Regions from separate parts of the Sus scrofa genome. Here regions 2 and 3 are each linked to region 1. A link is a contact called in public HiChIP or PLAC-seq data. All regions are on one chromosome and are shown on one strand. Each heading gives the region's core, a stretch centred on a gene start, on an enhancer-like site or on the middle of the called end of the contact. The rest is flanking DNA. Distances are from core to core; before and after follow the strand shown.

The links. HiChIP or PLAC-seq counts read pairs in DNA pulled down with a chosen protein or histone mark.
Region 2: an H3K27ac HiChIP or PLAC-seq map of alveolar macrophages shows a contact between it and region 1. The contact joins two enhancer-like sites. A contact is called at or near these places in 1 of 47 Hi-C or Micro-C datasets (embryonic fibroblasts) and 1 of 2 datasets of contacts at active chromatin or transcription factors (alveolar macrophages).
Region 3: a contact with region 1 is called in an H3K27ac HiChIP or PLAC-seq map of alveolar macrophages. The contact joins two enhancer-like sites. A contact is called at or near these places in 6 of 47 Hi-C or Micro-C datasets (embryonic fibroblasts, liver, omental adipose tissue and 2 more) and 2 of 2 datasets of contacts at active chromatin or transcription factors (alveolar macrophages and skeletal muscle).

Annotation. Positions count from the first base shown.
Region 1 is chr6:152,815,072-152,818,623 of Sscrofa11.1, forward strand. The region is part of intron 14 of FGGY (FGGY carbohydrate kinase domain-containing protein); the gene reads right to left. Among named protein-coding and RNA genes, the nearest start is that of HOOK1, 110 kb to the left of the region's middle. Within about 2 kb of position 1,995, at least 19 of the 83 cell types and tissues checked have an H3K27ac peak or open chromatin away from gene starts, as enhancers often do. A contact at or near this core is called in alveolar macrophages, where this site is marked.
Region 2 is chr6:153,091,933-153,095,994 of Sscrofa11.1, forward strand. All of the region lies in intron 5 of FGGY (FGGY carbohydrate kinase domain-containing protein), which reads right to left. Among named protein-coding and RNA genes, the nearest start is that of FGGY, 120 kb to the right of the region's middle. Within about 2 kb of position 2,554, at least 3 of the 83 cell types and tissues checked have an H3K27ac peak or open chromatin away from gene starts, as enhancers often do. A contact at or near this core is called in alveolar macrophages, where this site is marked.
Region 3 is chr6:153,118,378-153,122,112 of Sscrofa11.1, forward strand. The region is part of intron 5 of FGGY (FGGY carbohydrate kinase domain-containing protein); the gene reads right to left. Among named protein-coding and RNA genes, the nearest start is that of FGGY, 93 kb to the right of the region's middle. Within about 2 kb of position 1,349, at least 15 of the 83 cell types and tissues checked have an H3K27ac peak or open chromatin away from gene starts, as enhancers often do. A contact at or near this core is called in alveolar macrophages, where this site is marked.

The sequences.
Region 1 (3,552 bases), core at 745-3,244:
TAGTATCCATAAGGGTTTGACCTCTGGCCTTGCTCGGTGGGTTAAGGATCTGATGTTGACATGAGATGTGGTGTAGGTCGCAGATGTGGCTCGGATCCTGTGTTGCTATGGCTGTGGTGTAGACTCAACTGCAACTCCTAGCGCGGGAGTTTACATATGTCGCAGGTGCAGCCCTAAAAAGACAAACAAACAAACAAAAACAAAACAAAACAAAAAACAAATGAGAAGGAATTGTCTCAGGACAGGCAGGAGGCTCAGTGAATCCAGGAACTACCAAAAGCTCCCCACTCACGTGGACGGGAGTAGTCCCCCAGAGCCCTGGCTCCTCTCCTCCAAAAAGGGTCAGCCACCCTGGAGAATTTTCCAGCATTGAGCAATGGTGTAGGTGTTTAGTTTCCTTTAGGCCCATGGAGATGCATCATGAGGAAATTGCCTCAGACTCTGGGGAAAGCTGTGACTCCTCTATGCAGCTACAAAATCCTCAGAAGAGATAGAAGTCAATAGTTTTAAGTGACTGATTACATTTAAATGTGTGTGTGTGGGGGGGAGATCTTTTATCAGGAGGGGCAGAAATAAACATGTATTAAGTAGGCAGAAACAAAGGAGATGTTAAACCCTTAAAACTGTGATTTGTTCCGTTTTACAGAGAAATAAACTAAGGCTCAGAACAGCGAAATGATGTTCCTCAAATCAAGTGCAAGTACAGGAGCCTAGGTGTGGTTGGTCCAAGGCCCATATACATGACTTCAGGCTGCAAGCTCCTAGCTAGTCCCCGACTGCCTCTCATTTGCCTATGACTGATCCATATGGTTTCAGAATTTCCCCGTAATTAATGGTGAAATTACCAGGAATGTCTGCATAAACACAGAGACCATCCTGCCAGCCTGGTGTGTTCTGGTCTAAAATGTTATTATTCTGAAAAACATAGCTTCAGGAAAAGAAATAGTTTATAGGGAAAGTCTCCAAGAAATCTTGAAGCCATAAAGAAAGAGATTCACAGATGTCAGTAAAGGAAAATTGAAAACTTCTGGATAAGACACTATAAGCAAAGGTAGATGATGAGGATCCTATTACAAGAAAAACTTCAATATATACGACAAAGGACTGAGGTACAGAGCACACGAAGAACTCCTCTAAATCTGCAAAAGAAAGACAAAAAACCCTATAGGAAAATGAAGAGAGGATCTTAATAGGCCATTGACAGATGACAGACCGAGGATATAAAGAAAATGTTCATTCTTACTAGCAACAGGGCAGAGGCAAAGGAAAAGAACATAAGCAGTCATTTTCTGCCCAAGACTTTGGCAAAAATGTTAAGCGACTGACAATACGCAGTGTTGGCAAAGGCAGAGGGGCACCGTTGGCAGAAATACAAACTGGGCTGGCCTTTATGGAGGGCATTTTGGCCATAGCTAAGACAATTTCAAGCGCACGAATCCTCCCAGAAGAAATTTTATTTTTTTGTATCTCTCCAAGAGAACTCTTCACACATGTATGTAAAGAACCATACCCAGGATGATCCTGGCATTGCCATATGCAAAACTAGATACCAAACACAGTCTAAATGTCAATCAATAGGACATAGGTTAAGTAACTTTTTATAAATGCAGACTCTGGAATTACCACCCACAGGTAATAGACATAGGGCGGCTCTATATGCACTGACATCCTCCCGACAGCTAATAAGTGAAAAAAAACCTTGTGGAGCAATTTGCACACTATGATCCTAGACGCTCCCATACATATGTCTGTGAATGCATTAACAAGGTGAAGAAGACATACAAAACAGACAGTAACGATTCCCTCTGGGATCAGGAGAGGCTTGTGCCTTTTGCCTTTTACTCTGAATTTCTATGTCGTCTGCGTTTTTACAGTGTAAGTGTATTTCTACCATTGTTCACTATCTAAAGAGAAGCGAGTCAGCCAAAGAGACAGAGACACTTGCCTTGTGTTCGGGGTTACATCCTGTTCGCGCAGGATTGAGAAATACTCTGACCCAGGGCCGCGTCTCCCTCCTCTGCGGATGGGAAGAAAGCAGCTCATTTGGAAACTGCCCTCCCCTCTTCTCTCCCTCTCATTTCTGAAGGGGCTCGTCTACCTGAACACATGTGGGTTTACACACAGTCCTCACCAGCATGTGCTGACTCAGAATAACCACTGCCTAGGTTAGTTCACCACCTGAGAACTTTTGAATCACTGAACAAAGAGATTCTTGTCACCTTGGTAAAACTCATACACAATCAAACCCCAAAACAAACTCCAACAGCAATAACAAATTGTCGGGTCTCCTGAGCAGAAGACTTGATTTAAACCATGGGGTCCAATGGGCACAGATTGGACGTACAGCTCCAAAAATAATGGCTCTGCTAGCCTAAAACATATCAGATGTTCCTTTAGCCTTAGCTCGCCCAAGACATAAACTATGTGTTCAGGGGAAAGCAAAGTCAAATGACTCATGACAGAGTTTGTTTTTAGTATGAATTATTTTTTCTGGCTCCTTGCTTTTAAAGACGGATCCTTTTCAGATGGGTAGAAGCAAGGACTGCTGGGAGCTGGGCTCTTGAGCCTAGCCCATTCCCACCCCCCACTTCTGAAAGCTGGAAGCGGATGCCCTGAGAAGGAGAGTTTATTTCCCATATGATCACTCCCACGATGCACTGCTGCTGCTTTTTTTTTTTTCCTTTCGAAACAAGTCAGGCAATGGCAGCCTGAGTGAGGTGGGTGAAAAACACTAGATCTGGAGCCTGAGAGACCTGAGTTCTGATTCCACTGCTACCATTTGTGAACTGCTTGCCACAGGGAATGTCACATGACTTCTCTGGTCTCTGGGCTGCAGTCTGAGAAGAATTCTGAGAAGAGTAAGCACCACTTTAGATTGTGGTGGGGACTCAATGAGGTAACCCAAGCAAAGTGTGTGCCTCACAGGAGACACTCAGTAAACAGCAGGGACAGGACTCCTCAAGGCAGACAGGGTTCTGTATACCTCAGCATCCCTAATGCTCATCTGAGAACGAGGCAGCAGGTATTTGAGGAAGGCAGGCAGCAATGCACTTGGTACTTATGATATGCCCGACACTGTTCTAATCGCTTTATATGGATTATCTCATTTATCTTTACAAATAACACAGGAGGTTATTTACTATCCACACTGAGACACAGAGAGATTAAGAACCCTGACCAAGGCCACACAGGTGGTCAATCGAGGGCCTGAGAGCTGAATGCTTGCGGGATGGCTTTAGAGCAGGAGGCGGGGAGGGAAGACAGCAGACCAGAGGCTCCCTGCATGGACTCCAAGGAAAGGCTACATCAGGAACAGTCCACCTCTCAGATCACTGTCGAAGAACAGACACAGGGGAAGGAGGCAGACAGCAGGAGTGTGGTCACTCGTGGCTCTGCAGGAAGACAGGTGGTGGACAGCCAGAACCCACCCATGAGTATGGCAGATTAGGACAGCTTCTCAGAGCGCTTGGGGCCAGGAGCTGCCCATGCTTCAGGAAGAGTGAGTACCCTCCTACAGAGCTGATGCCCATAAGCATTCACCACCTCCCTCTC
Region 2 (4,062 bases), core at 1,304-3,803, 280 kb after region 1:
ACAAACACAACTCTTTTGGAAAAAAGAGACAAAAAATCAGAACAGACTTTTTTCCAAAGAGGAAATACAAATAGCTAGTGAGCACATGAAAATATGCTCAATATCAATAGCTGTTATGTAAATGCAAATCAAAAGCACAATAAGATAGCATTTCACATCAGCTAGGATGGCTAGAGTATAAAGAATTGAAAACAACAAGTGTTGGTGAGAATGGGAAAAAGCAAAAGCCTTATTTATTTCCACCAGGATCAATAAAATGCTGCAGCTCCTTTGGAAATAGTCTGGTTAAACACAGGAGTTCCCGGGTGGCTCAATGAATTAAGGATCTGGGCTTGTCACAGCTGTGGTGAGGAACCAGGAACTTCTTCGTACCACAGGCATGGCCAAAGGGGGACAAAAAGGGTTAAACATAGAGTTAGGATATAATCTAGTAATTCCACTCCTAGGAACATGCCCAAGAGAACTGAAGAGAAATGAAAATCCATTCACACAAAAACTTGTACATGAATATTCAGAGCAGTATTTATAAAACTAAAAGTTGGAAACAACCTAAATCTCCAACAACAAATGAATGAATTAAACAAAATGTGGAATATGCATGCAATTGACTATTATCAAGTCATAAAAAGGAACTCTTTTTTTTTTTTTTTTTTTTTTTGGCCTTTCAGGGCCACTCCTGGGGCATATGGAAGCTCCCAAGCTAGGTGTGGAATCTGAGCTGTAGCCATAGGCCTACGCCGTAGCCGAAGGAACGCCAGATCTGAGCTGCATCTGTGACCTACACCACAGCTCATGGCAATGCTGGATCCTTAAACCACTGAGTGAGGCCAGGGATCAAACCTGCATCCTCATGGATACTAGTTAGATTCATTTCAGCTGAGCCAGGATGGGAACTCCTATTTCTTTTTTTTTAAGTGCTGACACATGTTCCAACTTAAATGAACCTTAAAAAATGTATGCTAACTGAAAGAAGCCAGACATAAAATGCCACATATCATATAATTCCATTTATGTATAATGTGCAGAACAGACAAATCCGTAGGGACAGAAAGTAGATTTGTGTTGCCACGGGCTGGGGGAAGGGGGAATGGGGAGTGACTACTAATGAATATTGGAATCTTTTGGTAGTGATGAAAATATTCTAGAATTAAATAGTGGTGACAGTTGCATAATCTCATGAATATATAAGAAATCACCAAAATATGCACTTAGTATGGTAAATACTATGGACTATGAATTGTATCTCAATTACAAAAAAACCCGTTTTGAATAGTCCTAGCTGGCTATCATATTAGATTGTGTGGATCTAAGTGAACAGAACAATCTTGTTCTCCTATCCCTACCTGTCTTTTAGCTACAAGTGGCCAGGCAACCTTATTCCACCCAAAGAGACATAGGCAGAAATCCAGTAGGAGAGTTTTTGGAAAAGCTTTTACTTTTCTCATTTTTAAAAAAGATGAACAAAAAGAAAAAGGAGATACTGCTTTCTCCATTTTTTCCCCACTCTTCTAGTATTAAAGGTGGATGCAATGTCTGGAGCTACAGCAATGATCTCATAACCATGAGGTTACTAGCCTGAAGGAAAAGTCTACACAACTAAAGATATGCTCATTTTGACATGGTCTAATCACCTTTGGACTTTTATTTAAGAGCAAGAGAGTAGGAAATCAAGTCTACTTGTTGAAGCCACTGTAAAACGGCCATATTTTCAGAGTTAATAAAATATATAAGGCAAAAAAAAAAATTCTGTCGCTTGTTAAGTACTACATAAGTGTTAGGCATGATTACTGTCATTATAACTCGCATCGCATCGCAACCCTTTTTTTTTTCACCATCAAATCCACTGAAACCCCTTTTTAGACATACCTTTCCTATCCCTGCCCTCATGAAATTTTAATACCTATACATATCTGTTTACATTGTTAGGTAGGGATGGGCTTTAGAAGGCTACACATCACTGCAGTATCTCAGATACTTTCATCCTCCAAAAACCAATGTTTGCACTTTTGCAAATATATTCCTGATATATGCTTCTTCCCCAGGGCAACCCGTTGATTTAAATAAGAGCTTCTTGCTATTATCATGAAGCTGAATGCATTCCTAACTGATTCATCTTCCTCCACTGCAACCAATGGATTTATAAGAGCTGACATGATTGTAGAGACCCTGCCTCACTCACCGCACCAGATTCCCCTGGGAATGGACCACTGACTAAAGCTGAGATCATTATAACATACCACTCCCTGGGACTAGTTGAAAGGATGTAGACCTGACCCATATGAAAATAATCAAAATTCTTCCCCAGGACTTTGGAAATGGAGAATAGACAAAGCATAGATCAGCTGTTCTCTGCTGCAGGAGCTCTGGTTCCTGAGCCTGAGGACTCCCTGTAGCCTGTAAGGGAACCTGGACAACAGGAAGGAAAGCAGCATTTAGGAACAAGAGACAAGGCCCATGATTCGGAGATGAATAGAACAGCGTGGGCCTAAGGAGGTCCCAGTCTAGCAGAGGGAATCATTGCAACAGGATGTGCTAAGTGCTGGGAGTAGCCCTGGGCTACAGTTACTCAGAGGAGAAGCCCTGGAGGGGCTGGCAGAGGCTTCCTGGGGATGAGACACTAGAATTGCGCCTATGGCCACATCACAAGAAATGACACATGGCGGTGTGCCCACAGTCAAGCCAGCTCTGCTGTGGATGCTAATCCACACACCTCAGTAAAGCAGAGAGCACAGTGTCAGCGAACAATTATCACTTGGAGCGTAGTACCAACATATTTATCAATAACCCTTGTTTTCGTTTTCCTGAGGTAAGGAATCTGAAATATAGAAAAATGTATTGAACAAAAAAGCAACTCTAAGCTCACGACAGAGTTATATCTGTTTTTATAGAAAAACAACTCCACTGAGGTCTGCTGCTCACATTTTCCTACAGCCTCTTCCAGCCTTTTCCAAGTCCCCTCAAGAGCAGCGAAATATTTTCTGTTTTGAGCCTCCCCAAAAGCTTTTGGTTTAGGCATTAGACTTGATCCCACCATACGATGAGGAAACACGAGCTTGGTGAACTTAGAAGAGCCGAGAATCACTCTTGAGCAAGTGGAGCAGATGTGATTCTGTACCAGACTCTCTGACTCCAAAGCACAGCCACCCCTCAACCCCCACCACCTGATTCCTCCACAAATATCTGACCACAAGAGGGAAACAATCAGAACGAATGTCCCATTGCTCCAGATATCCTCCACCTGCCTCTTCAGATGCACCCCCTAACCTTCTCCACCCTGCTTTCTCACCCAGGATGGTGGTGGTATGAATCACAGCCAAAGCCCCGTCCCACCCCACCCCTGCTGCCCCCCGCCCTCTGGCCTGGAACTGGTTTGGCCAAGGAGGGGACACTGAGGGACATCAGAAGACCAGAGGGAAGTGTGGCCTGGCGGTGACTCTCTACCAATGGTCAAACTCCTGAGGCTCTCTGCAGATCATCTCTCCAGGACCTGGTAACACGCCCACCCACACCCTTGTCCTTGGCACCGGCGCCCATTCTGGGCGCCCAGGGGTCTTGTGTACATTCCCCTGTGGTTTCCCCACACTTGCCCATTCTTCTTAAATTACCCCACTGGTGTGTGCCACCTGCTTTTTGCAGGGACTCTGGTTAATACACTGACAAAACAGGATGGACACAGGCATTCCAGTGGGTACTGGATGAATACCAGTGGAGCCCTCTCCCACCTTCTCACTCTTCTCCTTATGCCAGTTTCCAGAGAGGGAAGACAAAGAACAGCTACGATTATGTGAAGATGGAAGTTAAGGTAGACAGGTCAGAATCCTACCTGCTCTATACCCCTTGAGTACACATAAGGTTTACAAGTAACCAGAATCTGAAGGAAGCCATGTTTGTGGTAGAGATTTGGGACTTAAAAAAAAAAGCTTTTTGCCAAGACTGAGTAATATTCCAGGTCACTATTAATCAACTTTTCCTTTTCACCTCCACCTTCCTTCCTCTTCCTGGTCCTTCAAAAGCTGAATTCCTGCACCAACAGAAGAGATCAAATTAATTTTAGCACATGCA
Region 3 (3,735 bases), core at 99-2,598, 300 kb after region 1:
TAGAAGTTATATTCAATAAACTGCAACCAAATTGATCATTACCAGTACTGTCCAAGGCTGTATAAACCAATAAGGGACAGAGTGGACTTTTATATTCATATTTGCCCTATTCTAGAACCAACATGAACAACAATACTTACTGAGAATGTACCATGTACAAGCATTACGATGTAAATGCTTTACATGTATTCATACCATCAATGGGAAATGTACTATTATTAGCCTCACAATATAGATACTGAAACTGAGATACAAAACTGCCTCATAACTATTAGAAGCTTGACAGGCTTCCTCATTCCTGATTTTAGGTACTTCTGATAAAATATGATTCCCACCACCACATTCACTTATTCTCCGTGATGATGTGCCTGCATTTTACAGGCAGCATCATTTTACATACAACATCTCAGATATATTTTTGAAACAGAGGGCATACAAAAAGGGACACTGTTTTGAATTCTGTAAGAAGATAGGAACTATATACACGTAAAGTAATATTATTATTATTACTACTTTGCAAAGACATAAACAAGTTGCATCAGATTTTTATTGTCCTCAGTAGTCAACTGGGTTCTAGCTGAATCTCACCAGCCTCTGGCTTTTCTTTCGCATTCTGCAAAATTTCAAGATATTTGGACTGCCTGAAACACACCAAGGAATAGTTCCCGAAGCCACATGTGACCTGACCCTCATGGCCAAAGCCCCCAAATGGACACAAGCAGAAAGGTCAACATATTCTATTTCCCCATGGCAAATGGCCTTTGGAAACACTGGTTGTTGTTGTTGTTGTTTTTCCTTTTTATACTTTCACAAATGATCATGATCAACAAGAATGAGATAAAATTGACTGCAGCTGGGGAAAAATGCTGATGTGAGTGGCTAAAAACATCATGTGTAATTTGTAATAAAAGGGTACAGGACCACAATGTAAGTCGAGGCCCACAGACTCAACCCTTCTAAAGTCACATCTCATTAAGACTAGGAGCAGCAGCTGGGTTTTCCCAAAACAAGTCCTAGAGGAACAAAATTAGAAGGGTCTCCGTCCTTTAGATGTGCTCTTGAAAAGATCAAGTCGTTGATCTGCTTGGATTTTTATAGACAGTTGACAGGGCAGACCTGAGTGCATGTTATTCTAAAGGTCAAAGAACTGGCAAAAATGTTTGACTGTTGTCAAACAAGAATGAGCCCCCTTTGAAGTTGGAGGCTTAGATGAGCTGATTCCAAAGTACTCTCTTCAAATGCAGCACAGGCGAGGGTGAAAAATAAAAATGCCGCCCTGTGTAAGCTGAGATGTCTCTTAAGTAACGCAGGGTACACTGCCCTACCCTGCTCTGGTGGCATGCCCTGCCATTGAAATTTGAGTGAAAAGGAACAACACAGGAAGTGGGATGGTGTCAGCAAACAGCCACAATGAACACTCCACTCCCGACATCCTGCAAATGTCCACAAGAAAACCTCCCTCGAAGTCCTTCTGCTTCCAGTTTCATGGGCTCAGTATTTGCTTTGCCCTCTATTTATTTGTGCTCACCTACTAGTCATTCCACCCGGCTCATAGTTTATTTTGTGGATGACTTCTGGCCAAACTTGCTGTCCTGCCACCAAACGCTTGAGTTGTTGCTGTGGTTATCATTCAGGAAGTTGCACTCCGTTGTTATCTGAACCTTCGCTGACTTTCTGTTGAGTAAATCAGACTACTATTCCACCTCATAAATCAGAAACACAACCCCGTGTCCCTCACCCCAGCAGCCCCAGGAGCTGGGGAGCAGAAGTACCAGCAGAATCAAGGGAAGTTCTTGCAGACTCAAATATCACAGAAATGCAATAATTTGTCTTTATTAATAGAAGGTCAAATACCATGTACCTCTGACAGTTGCATCAATATTTTTATAGTCCTTAGGTCCTGACTTGCACCAATGGCCACACACACAAACACACACACACACACTGAAGTCTAAATCCTGATATTGTTGAATGGCTTTTAGATACTTTTTTGAAAACAAGGACATTTAAGACATAAAGTATCTAACCTGGTGCCTGGTTTTCTCTGGAATTGGACCTCCCAGAATTCCACTCCCGGGAATACCTGCCACTTTGGGGTACTATGGAGTCCTTGCTGCTTTGCAAAACCTACGACCCATTTCTTAGGACACAGAAGATGCCAGTGAACAGCTCTAGCTCTTACTGCTTCCCTCAACAAAGATACAACTAGTATGGCTTAAATATCATCATTTGCCTCAATAAATCATCATTATCATCATGAAGGAGGTAATATTATCCCCATTTTGCAGATGAAGAAATAGATGTTCAGCAAGGTTACTTCCCTAAAATCACATATGTAAAGAGGCTGAAGGGGGTCCAAGCTCAATTTGAAGTCCAGTGTTTTTTGTTCGTTTGTTTTTGTTTTTCCCTACTGTGTATAAACCAAGAGTCAATGGGGCTGGGGCTACTTCTGGAAAGTGTGATGGCTTAAAACTCTAGTTCCTCCAATCACTGGTTCTGTGACCTACTCTTTCCTGTTATCCTTCCAACTTCTTTACCCTCTAGTTAGGGGCTGAGAGAGCAGGGCTGGATGGAGGGGGTGTTGCATTCTCTAAGGTCCCAGACCCTGAAATCCATCAGCACTGAAAAAAAAAAAAATCATGAAGCTACAAACACTTCACAAATCTTGAACTCTCTCAGGAACTTAGAAAAATATTCAATGAGGCCAGTGATTAGCCTCCCACATAAATGTCACTAAAACCAGGCATACACTGTAATACTCAAAAAGCATGACTCATTTTAGGAAAAGCCAAAAGTATCATCAAAAAACAAGATAACAAGTGTTTTAAGCATGTGGAAAAAGGGCGCCCTTGTGCACTATTGTGAAAGTGAATTGGTGCAGCCACTGTGAAGAACAGCCTGGAGGTCTCTCACAAAGTTAATAGTAATACTACCATATGATCCAGCAATCCTACTTCTGCATATAGATCCAAAGGAAATGAAAACAGGATCTTGAAGAGACATCTGATTGCCCATGCTTATTGCTGCATTCTTCACAATAGCCAAGATACGTAAATAACCTACGTGTCAGTGGATAGAAGAATGATGTGCTGTACATCGGCAATGGAATATTATTCAGCCAAGAGAAAGAAGGAAATCCTGCCATTTTCAACAGAGATGGACCTTGAGGGAACTGTGCTAAATAAGTCAGACAGAAAAGACAAACACTGTATGATATCACTCATAGGTGGAATCTGGAAAAGTGGAATTCACAGAAATAGAGGAAAGAATGATGGTTGCCAGGGGCTGGAGTCAGGGGAAATGGGAGATATTGGTTAGAGGTTATAAACATCCAGTTATAAGACAAATAGATGAATAAATTCTGGGGAATCTAACATACAGCATGGTGATTATAGCTAAGAACACTGCACCATATACCTGAACGTTGTTAAGGGACATAAGGGTATCAGTTCAACACAATTCGCACCTTATACTTACACAATGTCACAGGTCAATCAGATCTCAATAAACCTGGGAAAATTTTAAATGTTCTTATTTTCTACCTCCAAGAAAAAAGAGAGGAGAGGGGAGGAAAAGAAAGGGAAAGAAAAGGGGAAAGAGAAAGAAAACCAAAAAAAGAGAGTAATATTCCACAGAAAATTATTTACTCTTGGGCTGTGGTTCTCATCAGGAAGCTCCTGGAAGATCTGTTGAAACACAGATTAGTGGGTCCTGCTCCCCGAGTTTCTAATGCAA